Linked DNA regions of Danio rerio: region 2 is linked to region 1. Evidence: chromatin contacts called from public Micro-C data. All regions are on one chromosome and are shown on one strand. Each heading gives the region's core, a stretch centred on a gene start, on an enhancer-like site or on the middle of the called end of the contact. The rest is flanking DNA. Distances are from core to core; before and after follow the strand shown. Region 1 holds the start of mef2aa (myocyte enhancer factor 2aa). Region 2 overlaps mef2aa (myocyte enhancer factor 2aa).

Region 1 (6,922 bases), core at 3,301-5,800:
TATTTTAAACAAGTAGTTTAAAACAAGCAGCAAAAATCTTTGATTAAGTGATGTTGAGTTTATCCTGGAAGTCCTATTCGATAATGATTATCTTCAATGCTTTTAGCAGTGACTGTGCTTAAAAAATGAAGTGATTAAAGGAACATAAAATGTCAAATATATATATATATATATATATATATATATATATATATATATATATATATATATATATATATATATATATATATATATATATATGAGAAATAAGTATATATTTTTGTAAAACAAGCAATACAACTAGTGCAGTGAGTAAACGAAATAACACATCTTAAACAAAAGATGCTTTATTAACAGAGCACAGCAGGACACCATGCAGCTTCAAGTGTGATGTTGTGCTTTATCAGATTTGAAGAGGGCCATGTCGGGTGAACAGCATTCAGAATATTAAAAGAATTCCTTCGCTGACTAATTCATTGTCGAGTGTGTAAACAGAAAGATATTGAGTTTCAGTGTGGTGTTTTCAGTGCTGACTTTGCACCCATGTTTAGTTTGGGCTTATTAAACTATAATGAAGTCGCACCGAAGGCTAGATGGAAAAAGTGTGATGGCATTATACACTTGACTGGGATATTAATTCTTTATAATGCATCGGCGGAGGGCAGCAAAACAAATTTAATTAAAACATATTTTAACATAGTTTGCAGCTCTTCAGTGCTATACTTACAGTTCATGGGCTGATATCTCAGTCAGAGAGCAGAGAGATCAAACGGTTAAATAGAACTAATGCTGGCAGCAAGGCAGAATAAAAGCCTGTCCTTCAGACATATACTTCTTATTCACTTATGGTTTTATATAAAACTTGTGTCGTTTTTTATTATTAATTTATTTTTTTCATACCTGCCAATGGCCGGCAACTTGAGAAAATCTACTGGCCATGAATATTTTTATCCACCATGAAATTACATGTGCTTTATTGTTTTATTAAAAACAAGTAGGTCAAATTGGAGTGACATGTCTATTTGCATGAGTAATAGCAGCATTATATTGCAGCGTTATATATAAGGTGTGATATTTGCAGTAAAATCTTAAAACACAGAATTCACAGAGAAAGTATATGTTAACATTGTCTTGAATCATCTGTTTATATTTTCAAAAAAACAACTAACCACATAGTTATAGGAGCAGAAAAAAATATCAATCTGTAAACATTTTTAGATTTTAAATGAGGAACATGTGTTATGGATGTGACGGAAAAAGTTTACTGTATATAACTTTACTTTGTAGAAATTCTGTGAATTAAACTGCCTAACCCAAAACAACCCAAAATAATTAACGCTAATCGAAAGGAAAAGAGTCGGCTCACTATAGAACAAAAACAAATCATTTTATTTATTTATTTATTTATTTGCATTTATGAGGAAAAAGATCCATGATGGATGTGACAGATGTGAAATTGGCACTTGTGTGATTTTAGTAAATCAATTATAATAGTTAAAACATTAACAGAGACATTTTTGAGTATTTTTAAAGCATGTAAAATACTTGCTTGCACAAAAAACGCAGAAACAGTTTCGATATTTTGGCGAAAACTTAATTTTTTTCATGGCAAGGTTGACATTTCCATAGAATTGCTCCACTATAAATAAATAAATATAAATAATTATATTATGGAATTATAAAGCATTTAATATTACTACTTTTTATTGTATATAAGAATTATTAAATTTTTGGTATTAATATTACTATTATTATTATTATATAAAATACTCTTTTGTTGACAGCTGTAAACCCTTCTAATACAACGTATAAAGATGTTTGCCTCGCTGTAAATGATGCAGCGCATTAAATATTTATAGAATAGAGAATATGCATATTAATTTTGTTTCAATACAGCAGTTATACCACACCACGTTACAAGACACTGCTATTTATTTATAGTTACCGGCCAACTGGTAAGTGATGCAGTTTCATAAACGAATTGACGCTGATTTCTAACTCACATTTGCCTCTTGACAAGCATCTTTTTTCAGTCCTGCCACATTACATATTTTAATTTAACTTTAGAGTCTTTGACTACTATGGATTTATTGTTTGATATAATGTATTGTACTTATTATGTTGCTATATTGCAAACATTACTTTTTTTGCAGATGGGATAATTACAACAGTGTAATTACAGATGTAAATACAGAAATTAATTATCTGTGTTACTGTATTTCATGTCTTTATAACAAATACAATGTGCTCAAATTCAAAACAAACACTAATACATATGTTCATTTTAGAACAAAACACTTGCTTTTCTATAAAACAATCTTTCGGTGCATCTTTAAAATTTTAAATATTTATCACTGAATTAACGGCAAGGGGCTATGTCCACTGATTTTAAGCTTCTTAAAAGCCAGCAAACAATCAGCAGACAAACATTCCTCCTGAGGTCATTTTCATGATTATGTACCGTGACCTGATTGTCTATCTCGTGTGCCTCGTAATTACAATGCCTTTCAGACACAAGCAATGAGCAATACTATGAACGCATTTAGCCTCTGACATTAGGACAACAGGTCAAGACATTGTGTCTTGCTTTTGTATTGATTTGATCAATTTTATATCTTTATCAATATGAATTATTTATAATAACTCACCTAACACATTTTTTCTGAAGGTCAAAATGACATCTTGTAATGTAGCGTTTAAGGAAAGCCTAAGGCACTTTGCTGATAACTAAATGGCGGGCTACAGAGCCATTAACAGAGGCATGTGTAATCTTACAAGCACAAGTACTACACTCTCTGCATGTGGATGATTAGGTTGTTCCCTCACTGTGCATGTCCAAGTCAGCAGCTCTTGCAGAAAGAACACACAGCACAACAAAAAAAAAAAAGGATTTACAGTGAAACGATTGTGGCACAAAGGTAATGCATTTAAAGCACTGTTTGTTAATTAAATTTATTTTTTCCTGCTATAGTTTGTACTAAACTATTAAAGCTGGTTTGAATTAAGCCTTTATGAAGGTGCTGAGAATAACATCAAATCAGTTTTGCTTCAAACTATTCAGAATAAGAACTTTAGCTTACATTTGTTTGTTTGTTTGTTTGTTTGTTTAGAGAGAAGTCAAAACTGGGCATTTTATGACCCTAATGCTAATTAAATCAAATCCAATAATACTACAAATAAATTAAAATGAACTAAAAATTTTAATTGAATAACACTGCTGTAGTTTAATGGCCTTGCAGATGAGTCACAATGATGTACCACACAATATCTAGACCTCTCACTTGTTTGTAACAGAACCGCGTGACCCCACAAATAGCATTAAATCACAATTGAAAAGCTATTATAATATAATTGATGGGATCAATTTACACTTGTCTCAGTTTATTCACTAACATATAGTGTGACTCCAATAAATCTGAGACGGTTCACCAATGTGACACTTATTGCTGTTATGTCAACTAAACAAAACTTCTTAACAGACCAGCACCATCTCCATATCAGACAGAAAAATGTCCGAAATTACTTTAAAGTTAGTTTTAATAGATAAAAGACAAAGATATACGATAGATTGATAAAGTGATCGGACGTGCTTTAGTTACGGAGGCAATGCCCTACATTTCAACCCTGCAAACAGTGCGTGTTTAATGTGTATTAAAATGTAAAACATTTACTCATCACAAATTGCATCCTCTGACGTCTACGAAAATTGCGCTACCACTTCTAGTTGTCAGAACTAGTTTTGGTGCTTTAAACAACTGTGCTGTCCAAAAATCAAAGTTAGAATGAATTACATATATACAACGTGCTACTTTAACCAGACTGTCAACATGTTCAAAAGCAACACAATGAAACATTAGAATCAACAAAAATTCAATCGCATAAGTTCTGAAGGTAAACTAGCTCTATTCTCAAGTTGTGAACTTCTGCAGGTGACCCTTTCAGCCAATGAATCCTGAATATCCCTGAGTGAAAGCTTAACGGTTTCCAAAGTTAAGTATACACAAAATTTCTTTACTTTAGCGCCATTATAAGCTATCGGTCTTTTTTCAATAGCTCCTCCAAAGACATTTAACAACGCCCGGGAAACAATGATGAGAGACTCGGCGCAACATTTGCCAAGTGTCAAAGTGAACTGAACCACGCACGAGCTCTTCTACAGAGAATTACGAGCACGATAAACAGTGTTGTCCTTCAGTCTGAAGGCACGACTCGGGACAAAACACTTCGAGCTTGTTGCCGACCATTGAGACACGCACATGACAAACATGTTTAAGCTTCCCAAACGAATTGTAACGCGTTTAATTTGCGCTCATCCAATCTCACTCCACGACTCCCTCCTCTCTTCTCTCTCCCTCTCTCTGAGTCCGCTGCTGTGTAACATTGTTACTATTTTTGCGACTCACCTTTTTTCTCCGTGGTCCCCCTCGCTGTATATAGATACTGTGTATCAGTGACTCCCGTGGATACACTGTGACATAAATGTATTTTCAGTCACATTGACACACGGCTTCTATTTTCGGGAGCTGAGCTGACAAACTCAGAAGAAGCAGCAGTCGCTCTTGTCACAACATAAGCTCCTCCTCTAAATGACGATAACTAGACGGAGTCAACCTCATACGGCAAGCCGTTTTAACATATGTTATATAGGCCACTGTTACTTGTGTGTTACAATTAATAAGATCTGAAATTACCAGTTTTTTTTTTAAGTTTTACTTGTAACTGCTCTGTTGTCACAAATAAGCCTCCTAGTGGTTTTAAAATATCCCTACTGACAGTCTGTGTAAAATTAAGATTTACAATGTTTGTTTGCCGGTGCACATTGTAAGTCATTTTGCTGGTTTATAGCCTACTTCTGCGTTGGGTGATCGGCGTGACCCATGGTGCCTGCCCTGCACGTAGCTGTGCATTTATACTTCATTGTGCTGTTTGTGTTGCTCTACAATAACATCTGCGAAAAGTTAACTGGCAGTAAGTTTTTATGTTCCTCTGTGTTGAGTTTTTTCAGGAGTATTTTGTTTTTTTCTGAACGAAGAAGCTAAAACTTGCTCATTTAGAGGCTCAAACTAGCGTGCAACAACTTTAATCATAAGGTGAACACAAAACAAACATTTCCATCTGGAGCACCTTCACGGGACTTCACACTTGTAAACAGCTCTATCGGTCTTGCGGCTCTCAGCACTGCCCACGCTCATCATTGCTACCAAAACGACCAATCACAGAGCTTGTGCTAAGAGTCATTGCAACGTGTAGTTACATTTTTTGAGAGGTGTGCTTCAGCGTCGGCCACAGCGAGGGTTATGTGACTTTGTGAAGGCTGCACCGGACCATACGCAGATTGAAGTAGAAGTATAAATTAGCCTTTAAGGTGAACAATGAATCAGTGCAAGTTAAATCATTAAACAAAAATTGTTTGATAATCTTCAGTGAAAGTCTGACCATCTGATTCCAAGTTTGGAGTGGCAGTCCTTTTCAATTTAATGGCCACACCCCTCTTACCATTAGTTTGCTACAAGCCACACCTCCTACTCAACATTTAGTTTCAGGTGGAAGTATCAAGTATTGTTTCAGTATCAACATTCTGAAATAAAGGTCTCAGTAACTTACAGTTTACTTTAATTACTAGTGCATTCAAATGACTAGAATGTATTTCAGCTCTATTGTTGCATTATGAATAGGGCCAGACGGAATTTGCGGACATTTTTTGCTATTTCTGCGGAGAATTTTGGTAAAAATAAGCGGATTTCTGAAGAATTATTTTGGGAGTATCATTTACTCTAGTAAATAAACAAAATTAACGATGGGCTAAAAAATCTGCAGAAAAATCCTAATTATGGGCCTAATTATGACATACTAGAACCTATTTTTGAAATACTCTCACATTATAAATAAATCACTTTTCTTTTCTTTAGTCTTAGTCCCTTTTAGACCAAGTTTACAGAGCATGATTTTCATATTGCTCGGATTGCTTTTGTTTTCATACTGCATGACTATCCAGGGTAGCATTCAGGTGCTGCTGTGTTCATACTGATGGTTCTGTGACAAGAGAATACTGCATGGTGACAAATAATCGCAGACAACTCTGGCTAACAAATGTACATGTGAAGTGATAAAATCCCTCAAGATCATGTACAAGATTGTAAATGGTACCCTGCAAAAAAAATAAAAAATTTAAATAGGCAAATAGACCATTCAAATCTATGTAAATACCGATTTACAATAACATTTTAAGCAAAAAACAAAAAAGAAAAGAGTTGAAGGTCAATAAATAATTTAGCAAAGTAATGCTTCTGCGACTGATCAAGCAAATGTTTCTTTTTTTGTTCGTGTACCCGAACTCTCCGCTGTCCTGTATACTGTTCACTCATTGGCTGATGGTCATCGCTCATGTGTTTTTCAGTCAGAAAACATTTACACAGCTTGATTTTGAATCACCAACAGGTCCTGATATGTTTAGCATGGCAAATATTTCACAGGCATCTGCGATTCTCTCTGATAGCAAAATTCAGAGTTAAAACCATGCAGCGTGAACTGGGAATTTATCAGGAAGAACATGCAAACTCCAGACAGAAAAACCTCCTGGTCCAGCCACGACTTGGACGATAAAGTCTAAAAAGGATACATGGCTGGGTTTAGGATTTGGGTGGAGGTAGACATTAATAAAATACAATTATTGGGAAATTCAATAAATAATATAAATAATTTTGTTTAACTTCTGGTCGCAACCATATCTAATCTAGTTACAACTGACTTGTACTCGGTACCTTCTTGCCGTTAGGCAACAATACTAGCTACTGAAACACCATGTCAGCCAATAATCGAATGCTTGCATGCTACAGTGACAATTTTTTACTACGTAAATCACAGATTTTGCAAAGAGATTCAAAAAATACTATAATTTATGACTCTTGCATGAAATAATCCAAATATATGTATTTGAGTTATA
Region 2 (6,436 bases), core at 2,208-4,707, 49 kb before region 1:
AGGTTGATTCGTGTTAGGCTAAAACTATGAAGACAAAAAAAAAAAAAAAAGAGAGGGATTAACAATTTTTCAATGCACCAAGCTGTAAAACCACATTCCATTCACTGCCCATGAACAATTTCAAACTCCAGAGATTAAAACCAAACGTTTTCTTATTTGTTTGCTTTTTTTAATCAGTCGAACTGAAATGAAAACATTTGGATTAACCATCCTGAGTCTTACAAGCTCCTTGATTGAAAATTTACATGGTTGAAGTTGAGGGCTTTATCTGGTTTTGTGTGCGCATAACAATACTGTTCTGCTTATCCAAACATAGCACAATGTAATTACATGTATCCAGGCTTGTTGCTCTAAATCGTATTTGTGAGCTGTCATGCCGTCTCAGAGACTGCGGGTCCAGAAGCGTAATGCACTGTGTCATGACATTTCTGTCAACTTAACAGACATAGACAAGCTACGGTCCTGCAGCGCAGACCGACTGGGTGAAGCGCTGAATGACTTGTGTCACACTAGCCAGAACTCTATTACAGCACGAGTGTGTTTTGTTGATCTTGAGTCTCTGTTTATTTCCCTGAGATGGTCTGGCACACTGTTGGAGTGGTAGTGTCTTGAACAGAGATATAGCAGAGAGGATGTCATTTGGCACTGATTCACGAGGCCTGCTTTGAATCTAATTGTTCATGAGCCTGGAGAGAATAAAATGACAACTTACAATGGAGTTATAGAACATTTATAGTTATAAAATGTATTCCACATACATATGCAAAACAGAGTTTTAAAGAAAATATTCCCACAGTTTATCATAATATTTCAGTATAATATTCAGTATAATAATTCAGTACACTTATTATTATTTTTTCTTTAAAATCATAGCATTTATTTTAATATACACTCAATGGCCACTTTATTAGGCACACCTGTCCAACTGCTTGTTAACACAAATTTCTAATCAGCCAATCATATGGCAGCAACTCAATGCATTTAGGCATATAAACATGGTCAAGACAATCTGCCCAAGTTCAAACTGACTATCAGAATGGGAAAGAAAGGTGATTTAAGTGACTTTGAACCTGGCATTGTTGTTGGTGCCAGACAGGTTGTTTTTCAGAAACTTCTAATCTACTTGGATTTTCACGCACAACCATCTCCAGGGTTTACAGAGAATGCTCTGAAAAGAGAAAATATCCAGTGAGCGGCAGTTCTTTGGGCGCAAATGCCTTGTTGATGCCAGAGGTCACAGGAGAAAGGTCAAACAGCTTCGAGCTCATAGAGAGGCAACAGTAACTCAAATAACCACTCACTACAACCGAGATACGCAGAAGAGCATCTCTGAAAGCACAACGCTTCGAATCATTAGCGGGTGGGCTCCAGCAGTAGAAGACCACACCAGGTGCCACTCCTGTCAGCTAAGAACAGCAAACTGCACAGGCAAACATTAGAAAAACTTTGCCTGGTCTGATAAGACTCGATTTCTGCTGCCACGTTCAGATGGTAGGATCAGATTTTGGCATCAACAACATGAAAGCATGGATCAATCCTGCCTTGTATTAATGGTTCAAGGTGGTAGTGGTGGTGTAATGGTGAGAGGGATATTTTCTTGGGACACTTTGGACTCATTAATACCCATTAAGCATCATATCAACGCCACAGCGCCACATTGCTGCTGACCGTGTCCATTCCTTTATGACCACAGTGTACCCATGTTCTGATGGCTAATTTCAGCAGGATAATGCACCATATCATAAAGCATGAATCATTTCAGACTGGTTTCTTAAACATTACAAAAAGTTCCTTATATGGCATCCACAGTCACCAGAACTCAATCCAATAGAGCACATTTGGAATGTGGTGGAACAGGACAATCACATCATGGATGTGCAGGCAACAAATCTGCAGCAACTGCGTGATGCTATCATGTCAATATGGACAAATATCTCTGAGGAATATTCCCAGTACTTGTTGAATCTATGCCACAAAGGATTAAGACAAGGCTATAACTTGTCATGGGTTTTGTTTTTGCCGCAATGTTTTTTTTTTTTGTATGCATTAACTACAATTTAATCAGATATTAATATTCCATATGCAGCCATTCCTCTGTGTCTTTTTTTAAAATAAAAAATACATTGTGAAAATGTGTATGATCAATTAGTCCCGACAGCAGGTTTTTAGGTCATTGTAACTTCTACAACTTACGTTAATCATGTTCTAACTTGATTTTATAAGTTACGCAAGCTGCTGTATGTCAGTTTAACATTAAATAAGTTCAAAGGACTCATAAGGTTAAATTAATTTAACCTAAAAATTTAAGGCAACCAGGATTTTTCAACTTTTACAGTATATGCAACATGCTAGAACAAATCTACATATATAGTATGGCTATGGAAGACTATTTTTAGTTTCAGGTTTTTTTTTTTTTTATTCAAATTTTTTAAGCATTGGTTTTGATGAAAAAAAAACAGGTTTTATATTATTATGTTTTATTAAAAATATTGAGATAATGTTATGTTTATTCTTTGAAGGTCTGATAACATTTATTTCTGGTTTAAAATAAAAACAGTCAATTCAAAACTTTAGTTTTTTTCAGAAAAATCACAACTGGTAAGAGTAGCAAATATTTTATTTAATATGACTGAAAATAAGAGTTATTCCACTGCTATTAAAACGTGGTTATCAAGTTTTCTAAAAATGAATATAAAAATAGTCAAATAATATGGCACCTTTCTTGCTATTTAAAGCAAAAACTAGGAATAAAATGAAGTGAAGACCAATAAAATTTAAAATAAAATATGTCATTAATAGTTAGCATGATGTTATCATGGTGCATAAAATGTGCTATACATGTACAGCACTAAACTCGCTATTTAAGTAAGATATTTAACAAAAAATATTTAGCAAAAACAACTTATTTTTGCTGCGATTTTGTATGCAATAACTACAATATAATCAGTTATTAATATTTCATAAGCAGCCTCCTGTGCCTCTTTTAAAATTAAACTATGAAACATGCTGGAAAAATCTACACATATGGCTATAGAAGATCATTTTCAGTCTTGATTTACTGAATTTACTTAATACATGGAATATAAAATATGTTATACATATACAGCATTGATTGTATGTATGAAGTACCTATACAGTATACAACTCACCTCACAGTCAAGGTCGCACTGGCTAACAAGTTAATAATAATCTAAAAAACAGATGTAAGTTATTGAGACGCTGGGAAAAAAGCAACTAGACTGATGGATGATGGTTCATTACAAAGCCTTGTTCTCCAATTATCTGGCTGTACTGACTCTGCTGATGATATACTGCACATGCCTTATCAGCCCTAGTCATATTTAACAGAAAGCAGCTATGTCAGTGTATCTGATAGGAACAATGTTTGTTTTACACATTTACAGTGAACTGGCATAATGTGCACGTGTGAGTAATCTCACCTCCAAGCAGCCCTACAGTTTCTAGCTTTCACAACAAATAGAGAGTTTCTTTGTAGGCTTTGTGGAGTTCTAGAAAGAAAAAAAGTGCCAAGAGCGTGATTATTTAATGCTGTCAATCACAATGCTAATGATATATAAACGGCTGCTTAAACCTCATTCCAATGACAACGCTTCTGGCATCCCTCAACCTCCTCCCTCACTTCACCTTTTTTCCCTATAATTAATCAGGTCCAGGAGAGTGTTACAGCACCAGCAGAATCGTCTCACGTTCAAAGCTCTTCATTCCGGACAGCCAGAAAAACCTGTTTGGCTCTCAAATCACTGTTAAAGGACTAATTCACCCGGAAATGAACTTTATATTATGTTGTTCATGTGTAACTGTAATTTAAGCAGGACTGGGGTTTTCATAACATTAAGCTATTACTAGGGGCCTACATACATTCCTTTGGTTTGGTAAGAATGTGTTTAGTAAACAAATACAGTGTGTTAACCACGACAAGTCAGGGATTTAAAGTTTTGAAAACAAATGGATATTCATCCTTAAAACGTAAGATCGGTCTTTATAGGTGATGCATGATCAAAATGTAAGTCTCTCTTTATATTAGGTGACCTGAACTACTATGTAGTTGCATTAAAAAATAAACATAAAGAGCATACTGTGTTTACAATACATCACAGAATACTTCTGGTGGTCTTTAGGTGGGTTACGGGTAGGGTTAGGAACAGGTTTGGTGTTATGGGTAGGTTTAAGGGTGGGTTAAGGTGTAACGGATGGTCAACAGTGTAATTCCCAAGACAGGCTCATTCTGAATACCGTACCACTATATACATTTCTAAAGAGTACTAAATATGTTCTAGGAGCTATGTTTTTTTTTGCTGTTTCTGTTTTAGCGAATCTGGCAGACGCTGCTTTGTATGCTTCTCAAAAATCAAAGCTCTCAAATTTCTGCTGTACTCGCGTAAATTCACCAGAGCCTGTTGTAAAAAGACTGACTGATTGACTGACTGACCAATTGACAATCCCACCCACCCCCTTCCTTAAACCCAACCGATACTGCTTTAAAAAGCACCGATTGACCAGTGCCCACCCACTTCCCTGAACCCAACTGACAGTGTTATGAAAAGCAACCCAGAAAAAAAGCTCTCTTATATAGCAGGCTTTTACGCAGCGGATGTCCTTCCAGCCGCAACCCATCTCTGGGAAACATTCACTCACACACACACACACACACACACACACACACACACACACTATGGACAATTTAGCCTACCCAATTCACCTGTACCGCATGTCTTTGGACTGTGGGGGAAACCAGAGCACCCGGAGGAAACCCACGCGAATGCAGGAAGAACATGCAAACTCCTCAAAGAAACACCATCTGAGCCGAGGTTCGAACCAGCGACCCAGCGATCTTCTTGCTGTGAGGCGACAGCACTACCTACTGTGCCACTACGTCGCCACAGGAAATATATAATATTTAAAATTGGGGTAATTTAAGTAGGAGTATAAAAAGTAAATGTTGTTTTGATGTTCTAGTTATAGCAGAAAATAAACATGAATGAACATCTCAGTGTTTTAGTCATGGAAAGACATCAATAAAACACTGCAGCCTGTAAACAATATGTCACAATGCATTACATTTACCTCAGGCACGTCGTTAAATGTACATGGCTTGAGAAATTAACTCAAGTGAACAGCATTTATCTAAATGTGTGCACTTTATAAGCCTATACTTTCACCATTTTACCATTTTTCACGTTTAACATTAGATTAGAAGTTAATCTATCATGAAAACAAATGATCGAAAAAGTACTGTCTATACCATTTCAACAATGAATAAGAGCTGAATATGTTATTATTAAAATCGAATTTGTAATTTTTTAGTTAATTTTGTTTTGTTATTGTTAATATATTTATAAATATTGATCAAAAACAATTAACAGGTTCTCTTCCTATAAAGTCAACTCTATTAGTTCATATGTATTTTTTATACTGAATTTTGTCTTTAATTTAACATAATTGGGTTAGACTTTATTTTGATGGCCCTTTTTGCACATTTTGTTCAGCTACATGCCAATTAATCCTCGTTTGACTATAAGAATACTGTCTGCTTAATAACTGCTCCTTCAACAGGCATTTACCTGACTATAAGAAACTTTGCAAGAATATGTCAACTTACACTAACCCAAACCCTAAACCCAACCTAACAGTCTACTTATATTCTAAAAAGAATTAGTTAGAATGTAGATGCAATGTAACTTAAATTCAACAAAAAGCGTTAAAATAAAGATCATCAGAATAAAGTTAAACCCATAGTTGAATTTAATTAAAAACACTGCCAAAATTTATCCAGTAAATAACGGCTCAGTAAAAAAAAAAAAAATACTCAACCATCATTTTGTGTACTTACACATACTTTACAGCTATTCATTTTTATTTTTATTTTACATTAAATACAAATAAAGTCAAACAAAATCTATTTGATCATAAACAGCGCTATACAGAATCTGCGGACATTTTTTGCTATTTTTGCATTGAAATTTAGTAAGAATTCAGCTCATTTATACGAAATGATTTTGGGAGTATCACAACTAAAAACATATTGTATGAAATAAAACTTTGTGCTGGATAAGTTAGCGGTTCGTTCCGCTGTGGTGACCCCGGATTAATAAAGGGACTAAGCCGAAAAAGAAAATGAATGAATGAATGAATATAACTTTCATTTTATGTTTTCAATGCAAATCCAATCCACTTATAGGGTAAACAAAGCAAGTTTCTCATATAACATATCAAGTCAGAAAATATTACTTTACAAACTGTAAAGTAAATAAATCAAATGAACGTTTTCATATTAGTCAATAATATGACTGAAATTCATTTAAAAACTGAACAAATATAAATTTACAGACATTTACACTAGTAAATAAATAGACTTTATGATGGGCTAACAATCTGTGGATTTCTGTGCAGGCAGATTCTGTGTGAGCCTAATCAT

The links. Hi-C and Micro-C count contacts between places; a contact is called where the count stands out from the background.
Region 2: a contact with region 1 is called in a Micro-C map of caudal fin, with 1.8 times the contacts expected there. The contact joins the enhancer-like site here to the promoter of mef2aa in region 1. A contact is called at or near these places in 2 of 18 Hi-C or Micro-C datasets (caudal fin and hematopoietic stem cells).

What each region holds. Positions count from the first base shown.
Region 1 is chr18:24,583,613-24,590,534 of GRCz12tu, reverse strand. It overlaps mef2aa (myocyte enhancer factor 2aa), which reads right to left and starts at 4,550. Exons shown (of 10, transcript NM_131301.2): 1 at 4,383-4,550.
Region 2 is chr18:24,632,207-24,638,642 of GRCz12tu, reverse strand. The region is part of intron 2 of mef2aa (myocyte enhancer factor 2aa); the gene reads right to left. Among named protein-coding and RNA genes, the nearest start is that of mef2aa, 49 kb to the right of the region's middle. Within about 2 kb of position 3,457, at least 7 of the 62 cell types and tissues checked have an H3K27ac peak or open chromatin away from gene starts, as enhancers often do. A contact at or near this core is called in caudal fin, where this site is marked.